Regions from separate parts of the Callithrix jacchus genome. Here region 1 is linked to region 2. A link is a contact called in public Hi-C data. All regions are on one chromosome and are shown on one strand. Each heading gives the region's core, a stretch centred on a gene start, on an enhancer-like site or on the middle of the called end of the contact. The rest is flanking DNA. Distances are from core to core; before and after follow the strand shown. Region 1 holds the start of RPS27 (ribosomal protein S27). Region 2 holds the start of ILF2 (interleukin enhancer binding factor 2).

Region 1 (7,406 bases), core at 4,625-7,124, 320 kb before region 2:
GTGACAAGGGTGAAACTCTGTCTGAAAAATAAAAAAGGTTGGCTGGGTGCAGTGGCTCATGCCTGTAATCAATCCTAGCACTCTGGGAGGCTGAGGCGGGTGGATCACCTGAGGTCAGGAGTTTAAGACCAGCCTGGCCAACATGGTAAAAACCTGACTCTACTAAAAATACAAAAATCAGCCAGGCGTGGTGGCAGGTGCCTGTAATCCCAACTTGGGAGGCTGAGGCAGGAGAATTGTTTGAACCTGGGAGGCAAAGGTTGCAGTGAGCTGAGATCGTCCATTGCACTCTAGCCTGGGACACAAGAATGAAACTGTCTCAAAAAAAAAAAAAAAAAAAAAGTCGGACATGATGTGTGCACCTCTGTAGTCCTAGCTACTTGGGAGGCTGCAGTAAGCCATGACTGCCCCACTGCACTCCAGTCTGCAATCCTGTCTCCAAAAAAAAAGGCATAAAGTTTTATTGAGGGTAAGATTAGATGCAAATCAGAGTGTTCCAAAGAAATGACATCCTGAGTAGGACATAAAGGATTTAAAAGGTCACTGAATTTAAAAGGTCATTGATGATCTAAAAAAAAAAATGTTTCGGCCAGGCACAGTGGCTCACGCCTGTAATCCCAGCACTTTGGGAGGCCGAGGCAGGTGGATCACACGGTCAGGAGTTCAAAACCAGCCTGGCCAATGTGATGAAACCCTACCTCTACTAAAAATACACAAATTAGCTGGACATGATGGTAGGCACCTGTAGTCTCAGCTACTCAGGAGGATGAGGCAGAGGTTGCAATGAGCCGAGATCACACTACTGCACTCCAGCCTGGGCAAGAGCAAGACTCCATCTAAAAAAAAAGTTTTAAGGTAGAGATTACAATTGTAAATGGAATCAGCATACTATCACAAGTTTAGTGAAGGGAAGCATGTTACCTGGGGTTAAAGTGCACGGAAAGGTAACCAGCATTTTAAAGTAGCAGAGGATTTAAAGGATCCTTTGTAATCTAAGCGGAAGAAATAAGAGGTTCAAGAATTGGAGTTTTATTACTCTGGAGATAGGAAGAAGTCAAAAAGAGGTGGATGAACCAAGTATAGTTCACACCTGAACTCTCTACTGAGAGCTGGGTTTTGATTACTTCTGGTAGATACTCATGACTATTTTTAGTCAAATTTTAAAATGCAGCTAGAGGTTGCAGAGAGCTGAGATCATGCCACTGCTCTTGAGCCGGGGGAACAGAGCGAGAGCAAGATTGTCTCAAAATAAAAATTAGCTGGGCGTGATGGCTCATGCCCGTAATCCCAGCACTTTGGGAGACCGAGGTGGGCAGATCACGAGGTCAGGAGATGGAGACCATCCCGGCCAACATAGTGAAACCCTGTCTCTACTAAAAATACAAAAATTAGCTGGGCATAGTGGTGTGTGCCTGGAATCCCAGCTACTCAGGAGGCTGAGGCAGAACTGCTTGAACCTGGGAGTCAGAGGTTGCCGTGAGCCAAGATCACGACACTGCATTCCAGCCTGGTGACAGAGCCAGACTCGATCTCAAAAAAATTAATTTAAAAAATGCAGCATCTGCCCATGGTTGTGTTATTAAATAACTATTATCTTGTTTTGTTATGACCAATGAATGCATAGATCATTGTGAAGATTCAGGCATCCTCAAGAGGTTCAGTGGTTTTTACCAGATCCTGCTCTTGACCCTCTTTGCAGTACTGTCATCAACAGCTTTCATCTTTCTAGGTAAAGAGTCCTTATTTTCAGTACCATAGACTTTGATATGGAAACTCCATTTTATTTCACAAACTATTAAGGATGAAAATTAGCTACTTATCACATACAATTTTAACAAGCAGTTTAAACTAAGTTATCCTCCCTAGTCCAAATCACCTAGTGGATTAAACGTCCTCCTCCGCCAGGTGAGGTGGCTCACACCTGTAATCTCAGCACTTTGGGAAGCTGAGGCAGGTGGATCACCTGAGGTCAAGAGTTCAAGACCAGCCTGGCCAACAAGGTGAAACCCCATCTCTACTGAAAATAATTAGCTAGGTGTGGTGGCACAAGCTTGTAATCCCAGGTACTTGGGAGCTGAGTGGGGAAAATTGCTTGAACCTGGGAGATGGACGTGAGCCAAGATTGTGCCACTGCACTGCACTCTGGGTGACAGGAAAACTCCGTTTCCAAAAAAAAAAAAAAAAGTCCTCCTCAACTTACTACCAAGAAGCAAAAAAACTAGATTTGGCAAACACACACCACTCAGAAGTGGAAACCACTATTAAATCTTGAGGCTTCACAGCTCTTTTGCTGAAATTCATAGGGATAACGCAAGTAATACAACAGACTGAGTGCCACAGCTCACACCTGTAATCCTAGCCCTTTGGGAGGCCCAGGTGGGAGGATGGCTTGAGGATAGGAATTTAAGACCAGCCTGGGCAACAGTGAGACTCCACCTTTACAAAACAGCTTAAAAATTAGCTGGGTACGGTGGCACACACCTGCAGTCCCAGCTACTAGGGAAGCTGAGGCAGGAGGATTGCTTGAGCCAGGGAATTCAAGTCTGCAGTTAACAGTGATTTTGCCTCTATACTCCAGTGACATCCTGTGACTAAAAAAAAAAATTTGAGATAGAGTCTCTCTGTCACCCAGGCTGGAGTGCAGTGACGTGATCTCAGCTTACTGCAACCTCCGCTGCCCAGGTTTCAAGCAATTCTGCTTTGGTCTACGGAGTAGCTGGGATTACAGGCACCCATCACCATTCCCAGCGAATTTTTGTATTTTCAGTGGAGACGGGTTTCACCATGTTGGCCAGGCTGGTCTCCAACTCCTGACCTCAGGTGATCCACTGGTCTTGGCTTCCCATAGTGCTGGGATTACAGGCATGAGTCACCACACCCAGCCTAAAAAAACTTAAGTAGCACATCACAACTGTCTACATTGCATTTCCCCGTATCTTTTAGCCAAAAGCTGAAACTCTAAAATGGATTAAATTGGGGTAAAAACTTCCTTGAATAGTGTATTACTATTACTTATTTTGAAGAATTACTTTAGCAATATTAAATCTCACTCTAGAGTTGACTTTGCCCTTTTTAAGGCAAAGTTCCTCAGACATGCCATTTGTGACATTTCCTTTGTCCTTTTTCCAGCATACAACGCCTTCCTAAACAAGATTCAAACAGTTCCAGTTGTGTATGTACCAACTCTAGGAACACCACAGCCAGGTAAAAAAATCTGTCCTTATCTTTGAAAAGTTCAGATATACACATTTAATTTACTTAACCTTTCCCTCTTTACTTCTAGGTTCTCTTAACACAAGTTCTCCCTCTCCCTTCATGAGTCCACAGCCTCCACCAGCCCAAAGTCGGCTGCAACATTGGTTATGGAGTATAAGGAAGTAACCTCTATTGGACAAATTCCTTTTAACTGTAGGGGAATGAAGATTTCTAGTCCTAAACAAAAAGCCTAACAGCAACTTCTACACTGTTTCCAGAAAAGCCTTCTACGAACTATAAAGGACCCTAAGCTGTTTCTTTAAACTGGTGTGTTGGATTGTGTTGCAAAGAGTATGTCAGCTCTTAATTCTAAAAAAAACTTGGTTAAAAAAAGATACAGCTTCCCCCTCCCCTTAAAAAAAAAAATACATGGTCAGGCGAGGTGGCTCATGCCTGTAACGCCAGCACTTTGGGAGGCTGAAATGGGGGGATCGCCTAAGGTCAGGAGTTTAAGACCAGCTTGGCCAATATGGTGAAACCCTGTCTCTACTAAAAATACAGAAAGTAGCTGGGTGTGGTGGCATGTACACCTGTAGAGCCAGCTACTTCGGAGGCTAAGGCAGGAGAATCACTTGAACCCGAGAGGCAGAGGTTGCAGTGAGCCAAGATTGAGCCACTCCAGCCTGGGCAACAAAGCAAGACTCTGCCTCAAACCACACACACGACCAGGCACAGTGGCTCATGCCTATAATCTCAGCACTTTGGGAGGCCAAGGCACGTTATCACCTGAGGTCAGTTCAAAGACCAGTTTAAAAAAACCAGGCCGGGCAAGGTGGCTCTTGCCTATAATCCCAGCACTTTGGGAGGCCGAGGCAGCCACATCACGAGGTCAAGAGATAGAGACCATCCTGGCCAACATGGTGAAAACCCATCTCTACTAAAATACAAAAAATAGCTGGGCATGGTGGCATGTGCCTGCAGTCCCAGCTACTCCAGAGGCTGAGGCAGAATTGCTTGACCAGGGAGGTAGAGGTTGCGGTGCCAGGCGAGAGAGGGAGACTGTCTCAACAAAATTTTTTTACCCAATGAGCCTAGGTGGTTTAAAACGCCCCCAAACGGATTTTTAAAGTAATTGGCCACTTACTTGCCCAAACTGACTCTAATCTTCTCTTTCCGGTTGCCCTGAATACTTGAGACAGGATCCTAACAGTTAAACAAGACAATAAACAGGATTTATCCAAAATGTGTTTATTAAGATAGTTTCCCACTCATCTTGATTCAGAGTGCTTTTAGTGCTGCTTCCTCCTGAAAGAACATCCTGGAGGAAAAAGGTTCAGAGATTAGCTGATGACAGCCCAGGTATTCTGCCCACCTCCCCCACGAAACAAGCAGATGCCAGGAGATCCACCCACAGAAAGCTACATCTTTATTTTTCTGAAGTTTTAGCTACAGAATCATTTATATCATTTGGGTCACTTCATATCAACTTGAGCCCTTTTACTGCCCATTGACCCCAGCTTTAGACAGTAGTGCTTTGAGATTAGTATGTAGTTTTTGGTAGTATCTACTTAAAGAAAAAAACCATCAAATCCAACACTTCTTGTCTGAAAGTTTACATTATACATAATCTTTGTCACTCTAAGATTGAAATATCCAAAGGAAAAAAAAAAAAACGAAAATTGAAAGATCCTGAGAAGTGTTTTCATTTCTATAAAGCAAAAACTCAAACAAAACAAAAAAGAAAAACAAAGCCCCAAATCACATTAGTAAACCATTTACCTTCTGTAAGCCTTGCTTTTCCTCCTGTAGGCTGGCAGAGGACAGTGGAGCAACCAACACACAAAACTACCGTTTGTGCATGGCTGAAGACCGTGGTGATTTTATAGCATCCTAAAAAAAAAACAGATTAACATTTTCTTCCTCTACTACACCCGTATCTTTCCGGCATTTATGCCCAACTCCATTACTGTTTCCCAACACAAAAAAAGATAGGGATTGGATGTGAAACGTGATGGGGGATCACGCTGAAATGAATCACTCCTCCTAAGATGCAAAACGTTGCCAGTCTCATACATCCTAATTTTAAGAGTATCAGGAAAAATTTTTCACAGGCGAAGAAACTGAAGCTGCTGGACAGCTTCACGAATACGACACAGCTCACTCAACTTTTTCCAAGTGTTGAGGTCCAGTGCTTTCCCCACTACAGCAAGCCGTCTCCTCACCTGGGCATTTCACATCCATGAAGTAGGAATTGGGGCTTTGCACCAGGCGTTTCTTCTTGTGTTTCCTCTTCTCCTCTTCTGGAGACGGATGAAGGAGATCCTTTGCTAGCTAAGAAGGACAGAAATGCAGAGATTTAGAAACCAACGGCGAAAATGGGATGCTCGAAAACAGCCCCGACTGTCACACACCGGGGAGAGCTCGCCCCTCGCCGCCCCTGATGTCTGCGCAGCTGGGCCGCCATCTTATCTCCTCTCCGCTCCCGTCTATGCGGGTGGCCCGTGGACCGCTGCGGTCCCTGGAGTTAATGTCCTAAGTGCAGAGGGCAAATGAGGACCCTCTGCGATCCGAAATCAGCGGGAGGGGAGCGTGCGAACAGAAGAGCGAGATCTCCGCCGAAACCTGGACCAAAGCACTCACAGGCATGTTCTCGTGCGTAGATCGTCACCGCCGGAAAGGAGCGAAAGCGGAAATCCTGCCCCTTATATTGGACACACTACAGGAAATGACGCAAGACTCTTGTGCCGCCATGTTTGGAAGGTCCTACTTGGCTCTGCCGCGGTGAGGAGACAAGGGAGCTGTCATTTTCGGAAGGTCTTTAACTGATGGTTGTGACACAGATGCGTCACCATGCTGAGAGCGCTACCTTGCTATCCTGAGGTCAGCGTTTGATCACTATCAAGGGATAAATGGACACTTTTAAAATTTTGTGCCATATCTTGACAATTGAAGCCTAATAGGAAAGTGAGGAAAACACCAAGGAGAAGGAACCATATCCCAGAGTTACGTACTTTTTTTTTCTTTTTTTTTTTTTTTTTGAGACAGTTTCACTCTGTCACCAGGCGCCAGGCTGGAGAGCAGTGGCGCGACCTCGGCTCACTGCAGTCTCGCCTCCCAGGTTCAAGCAATTCTCCTGCCTCAGCCTCCCGAGTAGCTGGAACTAGAGGCGCGCGCCACCTCGCCCAGCTAATTTTTTGTATTTTTTAGTAGAGACGAGGTTTCACCATGTTGGCCTGGATGATCTCGATCTCTTGACATCGTGAACCGGCCTCGGCTTCCCAAACTGCTGGGATTACAGGGGTGAGCCACCGCACCCGGCCTATTAAAAAATGTATTTATTTATTTATGAGACACAGTCTCCCTCTATCGCCCAGGCTGGAGTCAGTGGTGCGATCTTGGCTCACTGCACCACCTAGCTTCTGTACTATTTTTTAATTACCGATATTATTTTTTTTTCTTTCTTTTTCAGAGGCCAGTGCAGTGTTCAGAATTTACTTATATTCCTAACTCTTTTTCTGTTGTTTTAATTTACCCATATTTAACAACAGGCGCGGTGGGTCACGCCTGTTATCCCAGCACTTTGGGAGGCCTAGGAGGGTGGATCACTTGAGGTCAGGAGTTCGAGACCAGCCTGGCCAACGTGGTGAAACCCGTCTCTACTAAAAATACAAATATTAACCGGCCGTGTGTTGAAAAACGCGCGCTTTGAATGAAGAAACCTTCCAAACAGGCTTTGTGTGAGCAACATGGCTGTTTATTCACCTGGGTGCAGGTGGGCTAAGGCCAAAAAGGGCATTAGCAAAGGGCGGTTGGATAGGAGTTGGTTTTATAGGTTTGGGTAGTTTCTTGGGGGGCAGGGGTGTTGCAGAGTAAGTTCAGTTACAGTGTTTGGGCGGTAGGGGCAAGGACAAGTATACATGACCACAAGTTCAGTTACAATGGCAGGGTTGGGTGAGAGGTATTTACATTATCATGAGAACAGATAAGATGGCAGGGTTGGGTGAGGGGCTTGTGGGGAAGCTCCGCTGCTGGGCAATTAGGGACAATAGCGAGGTAGGGGGAGGGATGGGGGGTATGGGAGACATCAGCTGAGGCAAGCAGAACTTCAGACTTTCAGGCTCCAGGCTTGCATATGGAGACCTGACAGCATGGTGGCAGGCACCTGTAATCTCAGCTACTTGGGAGGCTGAGGCAGGAGAATCGCTTGAATC
Region 2 (6,803 bases), core at 1,623-4,122:
AGGGGAGAACTGGGAAGAGGGAATGGAGGCTGGCAGAGGGTCGTGGAGTGGGGGCTGAAGGTCCACGCTGTAGGGTCCCGGTACCTCTTCTTACCAGGCCGTCCTCCATGGTGAAGTTGAACTGCTCCCGGGCCAGGTGTTTTAGCTGCTTCAGGAATTCCAAGTACTCGGGATTATCTGGTTCTTTATATGTAATGATTTTGACAGCCTGAGGAAGCGGTCGGCAGAGAGCAGAGAGTTGGGAGCTGACTCTATCCCCGCAGTACCATGGGGCCCCAACAGTTAGAGCCCACCTCCCAGAGCTGGGTCTCCGCTTAGCTCAAGGTCAAACTGAACCCTATTCCCCGCATGAAGTGATGCCCATTCCAAAGCAGGGAATCCAAAGGGATGGCTTCTCCAAGTCCTGTCCAGACAGTGGGACTTTAACCTCCTCCCCTCTAAAGCCCATTTTCTTCTTTTTAGCCTGCTGGTGCTCAAGCGCCCCGGCTAGTCCCCTGCCTTTCACTGCCTAATTCCCAGAGAGCATCACCAACCACTTTTCTGTTCTGTGAGTTACCATGAGTGCATGAAGAAACAAACAGACCAAACCTTTTTTTTCTGGAATTCTTTCAGACACTGAGGGACACAGTGCCCAGAAATGACGTGCCACAAGCTGAGATGGCCTGAGCTTCAAACCTAGGTACTAACTTCAAACCTAGGTACTCACCTCAAACCTAGGTACTCACCTGAAAGGCTTGGCGGGCACTGACATCCTGCCCATCTCCTCTCTCCCAGGGCCTGCGGGGAACAGGGCCCTGTCCACCTTGCAGGCTTTGCCCAAAGATATCCAGGTGAAAGAAAACGTAGTCCTCCCCACTCAAGCCAGCTTCCAGGGCCAGAAGCATAAGGGCTCTGAAGGCATCAGGCGAGCTGCAGATGTAGATAACTGCAGAAAAAGGAGTATTCAGAGAGAGAAGCCTAGGTACTGTGGGAGAGACAGGGCTAGGAAAGCGGAGGCACCGAGGGGAGGAGGTTAGAGATGGGGGGCAGGAGAAGCCCGGTGAGAGTTAAGTGGCAACCCGGCTCAGCCTAGACCACGGCAGGGCAGGAGAAAGACGAAGGGTCGAAGGCGATGTGGGGGGCGGAAGAGAGGAAGGGACAGATATGGAGAGGGGAATAGTGGAGCTGAAGGTAGAGAAGGGTGGGGCCAGGAGGGCGACAGGAGCGAGGGCGGGGGGCGGTGCGGAGAGGACTTTGAGGAGCGACGGGAAGAGAGGATGAAGGTGGGGAGAAGGCTATAGGGAAGCGAGAAAATGCGGGAGATAAAAAGGGACCGGAACTGAGCTTTGCCAGGGTTGGAGGGAGTGAGTGGGGGTCGGGGAGGTGAGAGTATAGAGGCGCGGTGCAGGGTGGCTAAAAAGAGAGGGAAATAGAAAACTCCGCAGCAGAAAGGGCCTAGGAGCTGAGAGGGGAATGAAGACCGGGGAGGAGAAAGAAGAGTGGCCCGGACGAGAGACGAGAGTGGAAGTCAGAGGGGAAGCCCTGCGGCGGAGCTGCGGGACCCGGTGCGCCCGCGTCTCACCTCGGCCTTTGCGCGGCACGGTCCGCAGCAGCCTGGTGTAGTGGCCGAGGTCGTTCTCGGCGAACTCCAGGTGGTCCACCGTGATATTGAGGCGGTCGCGGACACGCATAAACAGCCCCTCCACGAGGAAGAAGCAGTGCTCGTCGTCACCCGGCCGGTAGGCGTAGAGCATGAGCGCCTGGCGCTCCCAGCCCAGCCGTCGGTGCAGCGCCGCCACGAAGTCGCCCAGCTTTGCGTAGCTGGGCCCCGCGCGGGTGGTCAGCGCGTACTCGTCCTTGACACCGAAGCCCAGCGCCGGGGCGCCGGCGGTCAGCAGCGGCACCCGCCAGTGCGCGGTGAAGCGCCCTACCGGGGCGGCGGCGTACACGCAGCCCGGGCCCAGGAACACCGCGGGGTTGTGCTCCCACTTGAGGTCCACCGCGGCCAGGGGCGCGGCGGTGTCAGAGCAGACGCCCAGCGCGTTCTCGCTGCTGCCCAGCACCGTGCGGACCGTCCAGCCTGGCAGCAAGTCGGGGCGCGCCTTCACCCGGGCCAGGGCCAGCTCCACGGCGGGTCCCACGCGCGCCCACGACCACGGGTACGAGGTGTTGGCCAGAGGCAGTACCACGGCTATCGTCAGGTTTCCCGCGCGGCTGCCCCGGAGTAGCAGCAGCAGCGGCGGCAGCAGCAGGAGCAGGAGCAGGCGCAGGCGGGAGCCGGCGGGACGCCGGGGCCCCGGCATGGCCTCAGCGGGCACCGCAGCGGGCGAGCGCTCCCACCATGGCCTCCTCCGTCCCCTACGGCTCAGCGGCTGGTCCCAGGCATCAGGCGCGTCCCTATGGGAAGAATTATGAGCGGGACAGGGGCGCTCACCCCGGGGTACGAGGCCCCCTGTAGCTACGACGGTCTGGGCGGAGAGCGCGAGGGGCGCGATGGAGGGGGACGCGCAGGGCGCCGCGGAGCAGGTGGGTGCCAGGAGAACGTCAGGCCAGAGGACCCGAGTGTGAACAACTGGGCTTGTGCGTGCGTGTGTGTGTGTGTGAGAGAGAGAGAGAGAAAGAGAGAGAGAGCGCTCCGTGGAGAAGGATGGGAGAAGGCCCGCGAGGGAGGGAAGAGGAGAGTGTGTGTTTGTAGCGTGCGTGCGCGCCTGCCTCGGGGAATGTGCCAGAAGGGGCGTCCGGCCGGCCCAAGTCTCCGGCTGTCCGGAGGGAACCGTGGAGGACCCGAGCCAAGCTCCGAACCCTCCCTCCCGGCCGCTTCCCCTCCCAGACTCAGTGACAGAAGAGCCAATCCTGGATCTTTAACTCCTTCCTTCCCGCCGTCCAGCCCGTGCGCTTCCCGGTGGATCCTCTTCCCAGGTCTCGGCTGCCCATGCCTTCCTCCTCGGACAGGACCCTCTGAAGGTGCGCCCTCGCCGGGATGGAAGGTAGAGCTGAACGGAGCGTGTGTGTGGAAGCAGCCGGGGCCCATTTGCGCCCCACCTTTTCGCTCGCCTCCTATCTGGTTTTCTCCGAGGAAGAGGGAAAGATGTGCTGGTTTGGGATCCCGGCAGGAAACTGTGAGTGCGTGGATGTGTGTGTTTGGGAGTCGGTGCAAGGTGCCGGGTTTCTGGAAAGGGCCGTGAAAGTTGAAGGCGAGCCCAGAGTGCTTGTTACCCAGCCCTTCTATGATCCCGATCTCTTTCCCTGACTGCCATCTTCCAGATTGTGCAGATTCGCCGTGAAAAAATGAGCTCGTGTCAGGGCAGAATTAAATCTTTAGGGCTCAAATTTTAGGAAGCTGAGGAGAGCGGGTGGGTGACTGGGAGAGAATAGTTTCATACTTCAGGGCCTCCCCCAGAAATGACTGTTTTGTGTTGAGGGTTGTTAAAATGAAGGCTGTAGGAGATGATGTTGGAAATAATCATTGGAGGCCTAAATTGGGGAGTGGGTTTTGGGGCACTTGACAGCTGGTGCCCCGGTCCAGACTGCTGTGGAATCAGTGTGCCCTCTAATGGTCATCAGAAGTCACTGACGGCACTGCAGCGCCAACCTCTCCAAGGCTGCGCCTAAGTAGGACATAAGATCAGCAAACTTCTGGTCAGCAAACATTTCCAGATAACCTTCTGTGCTGTCAATCACAAGCACCCACTAGGTGCCGAGGGCATAAAGATGAATCTATATATAGTTCGTGCCTTTGAAGAGCTCTGTTTGGAACAAATAACCGTAATGCAACATGCATGGGAGACATGGATAAATTGCTAAACGACTCAGATGAGGGCTATTCATTCTGCTTGGATTGGGGCCGGAAAATCTCCAAAGAGAAATAATTCAACGAGGACAGAAGGATGAGAAAGGTATTCTGTGTAGACAGAGCAGAATGTTGAAGTATATTGCCTATGTATGGAATTTTAGGAGACTTGAATATTCTTTTTTTTGAGACGGAGTTTTGCTCTTGTTACCCAGGCTGGAGTGCAATGGCACGATCTTGAATCACCACAACCTCTGCCTCCTGGGCTCAAGCAATTCTCCTGCCTCAGCCTCCCGAGTAGCTGGGACTACAGGTGCACGCCACCATGCCCAGTTAATTTTTGTATTTTTAGTAGAGACGGGGTTTCACCATGTTGACCAGGATGGTCTCGATCTCTTGACCTCATGATCCACCTGCCTCGGCCTCCCAAATTGCTGGGATTATAGGCATGAGCCACTGCGCCCGGCCCTCTTTTCTCTTTTTTTTGAGATGGGAGTTTTGCTCTTGTTGTCCAGGCTGGAGTTCAGTGGCCCAATCTCAGCTCACTGCAACCTTGGTCTCCTGGGGGTCAAGCAGTTCTCCTGCCTCAGCCTCCTGGGAATACAGGCACATGCCTGGCTAATTTTGCATTTTTAGTAGAGACCGGTTTTCACTGTGTTGGTCAGGCTGATTTCGAACTCCTGATCTCCGGTGAGCCACCCACTTCAGCCTCCCAAAGTGTTGAGATTACAGGTGTAAGCCACTGCACCTGGCTGAGACTTGAATATTCTTTTTTTTTTTTTAATTATTTTTTATTTTTTTGTTTTTCCGGTATCTTGCATTGGAAGAATACTCTTACCATCCAGAGCAAATTGTGGTCGATAGGCCAACTTGAGATGATAGGCATGCTTTGTTTGATTTGCATTCTCTCTACATATATTTAATTGTCCACACTTAAAAATCATAAGATGCCACATGAATATTTGGATTTATGATTTTTTTTTTTTTTTTTTTAAGATGGAGGTCTCCCTATGTTGCCCAGGCTGGTCTCAAACTCCTAGGCTCAAACGATCCTCCTGCATCTGCCTCCCAAAGTTCTGAGATAACAAGTGTGAGCCGTCAGGCCCAACCTGGATTTCTGACTTTTCTGAAAATATTGGAAGAACTGGCAGTATAGGTCCTGCATCCCTCCAGGAGCAATCAGCCAGAACAAGTATCCATTATCTCCTTGAAATGAGTCTAGTTCATCATGGTTCCTAGGCACCCTGCTTCACTTAGGTGCATTACCTGCCTGGCTTTGTAGGTAGGAGTTTGTGTTTTCAGCCCTGATCCAGGTTGTAAGGTGTGTGCATGTAGGATGACTGAGGAAGAGAGTCAGGGGAGAGGGCAGTGGAGGGAAGATAATGAAAGCTTTTGTGTGACAGGCATAATGTCCTTGTCCTATAATAGAGATGGCAGGTTCCAGAGATTATAGAGGTAGACAGCAGATGGAGATGAGGAGATGCTTTGTAAATAGAATCAGTTGAACTTTGGGAAGTGAAGACATTATACAAATAACAGGTCTAGGCGACGTGGACTCCATTAGTTGAGAAGCTGAAGGAGGAGGTTTTGGAAGGATGATACTTATAGTTTATTGGCTGTGAAGTGCCTGTAGACACTCAAGTGAAAATGTCTGATAGGCCTCAGACTAGTGGAACTGGAGCTCAGAAGAAATGACTGGACTAGAAATAGTTGTGCTTTTTTTTTTGAGATGGAGTTTCGCTCTTGTTACCCAGGCTGGAGTGCAATGGCGCAATCTCGGCTCACTGCAACCTCCGCCTCCTGGGTTCAGGCAATTCTCCTGCCTCAGCCTCCTGAATAGCTGGGATTACAGGCATGCACCACCATGCCCAGCTAATTTTTTGTATTTTTAGTAGAGACGGGGTTTCACCATGTTGACCAGGATGGTCTCGATCTCTTGACCTCGTGATCCACCTGCCTCGGCCTCCCAAAGTGCTGGGATTACAGGTGTGAGCCACCGGGCCCGGCTGAAATGCTTTTTTAAAAATCAAAGAACTGGGCGAGGTGCAGTGGCTCAAGCCTGTAATCACAGTACTTTGGGAGGCTGAGGCGGGTGGATCATGAGGTCAAGAGATCAAGACCATCTTGGTCAACAAGGAGAAACCCCATCTCTACTAAAAAAAATATAAAAATTAGCTGGGCATGGTGGTGCGCGCCTGTAGTCCCAGCTACTCGGGAGGCTGAGGCAGGAGAATTGCTTGAACCCAGAAGGCAGAGGTTGCGGTGAGCTGAGATTGTGCCATTGCACTCCAGTCTGGGTAACAACAGCGAAACTCTGTCTCGATTTAAAAAAAAAAAAATCAAAGAACTAGTTGGGCATGGTGGCTCATGCCTGTAGTCCTAGCACTTTGGAGGCAGAGGTGGGCTGATCACTTGAGGCCAGGAGTTTAAGACCAGTCTGGCCAACATGGTAAAACCCTGTCTCTACTAAAAATACAAAAATTAGCCAGGCATGGTGGTGTGTGCCTGTAATCCCAGCTATTTGAGAGGCTGAGACATGAGAATCACTTGAACCCGGAGGGCAGAGGTTGCAGTGAGCCGAGACTGCACCATTGCACTCCAGCCTGGGGAACAGAGCGAGACCCTGTCTCAAAACACAATAAATAAATACAAATAAAAATAAAGAGAGACAGTACTGGGGCAACTGAGAGCCAGACGGGCACTGGGCAGCTCTGTGCCTTGCTGAGGAAAGATAACTAAACATGGGCAAAAGAGATCCTAAGAAGCTGAGAGGCAAAATGTCATCATATGCATTTTTTGTGCAAATTTGTCTGGAGGAGCATAAGGAGAAGCACCCAGATGCTTCAGTCAACTTCTCAGAGTTTTCTAAGAAGTGCTCAGAGAGGTGGAAGACCTTATCTGCTAAAGAGAAAGGAAAGTTTGAAGATACGGCAAAGGCCCATTATGAGAGAGAAATGAAGACCTGTATCTCTCCTCAAGGGGAGACAAGAAGTTCAAGGATCCCAATGTATCCAAAAGGCCTCCTTTGGCCTTT

The links. A called contact is a pair of places that touch in the nucleus more often than the background predicts.
Region 1: a Hi-C map of skeletal muscle shows a contact between it and region 2, with 6 times the contacts expected there. The contact joins the promoter of RPS27 here to the promoter of ILF2 in region 2. A contact is called at or near these places in 2 of 3 Hi-C or Micro-C datasets (both in skeletal muscle).

What each region holds. Positions count from the first base shown.
Region 1 is chr18:14,420,701-14,428,106 of calJac240_pri, reverse strand. RPS27 (ribosomal protein S27) reads right to left here and starts at 5,874. Exons shown (of 4, transcript XM_078355792.1): 1 at 5,607-5,874; 2 at 5,418-5,526; 3 at 4,975-5,085; 4 at 4,428-4,513. The coding sequence starts at 5,436. The coding sequence ends at 4,485. It overlaps RAB13 (RAB13, member RAS oncogene family), which reads left to right and starts at 5,926. Exons shown (of 8, transcript XM_035279951.2): 1 at 5,926-6,075. NUP210L (nucleoporin 210 like) reads left to right here. Exons shown (of 39, transcript XM_035279949.3): 37 at 1,625-1,729; 38 at 3,130-3,204; 39 at 3,284-3,520. The coding sequence ends at 3,381.
Region 2 is chr18:14,099,227-14,106,029 of calJac240_pri, reverse strand. ILF2 (interleukin enhancer binding factor 2) reads left to right here and starts at 2,872. Exons shown (of 14, transcript XM_078355749.1): 1 at 2,872-2,943. NPR1 (natriuretic peptide receptor 1) reads right to left here and starts at 2,703. Exons shown (of 21, transcript XM_035279288.3): 1 at 1,562-2,703; 2 at 726-925; 3 at 95-208. The coding sequence starts at 2,282. It also overlaps the pseudogene LOC128930104.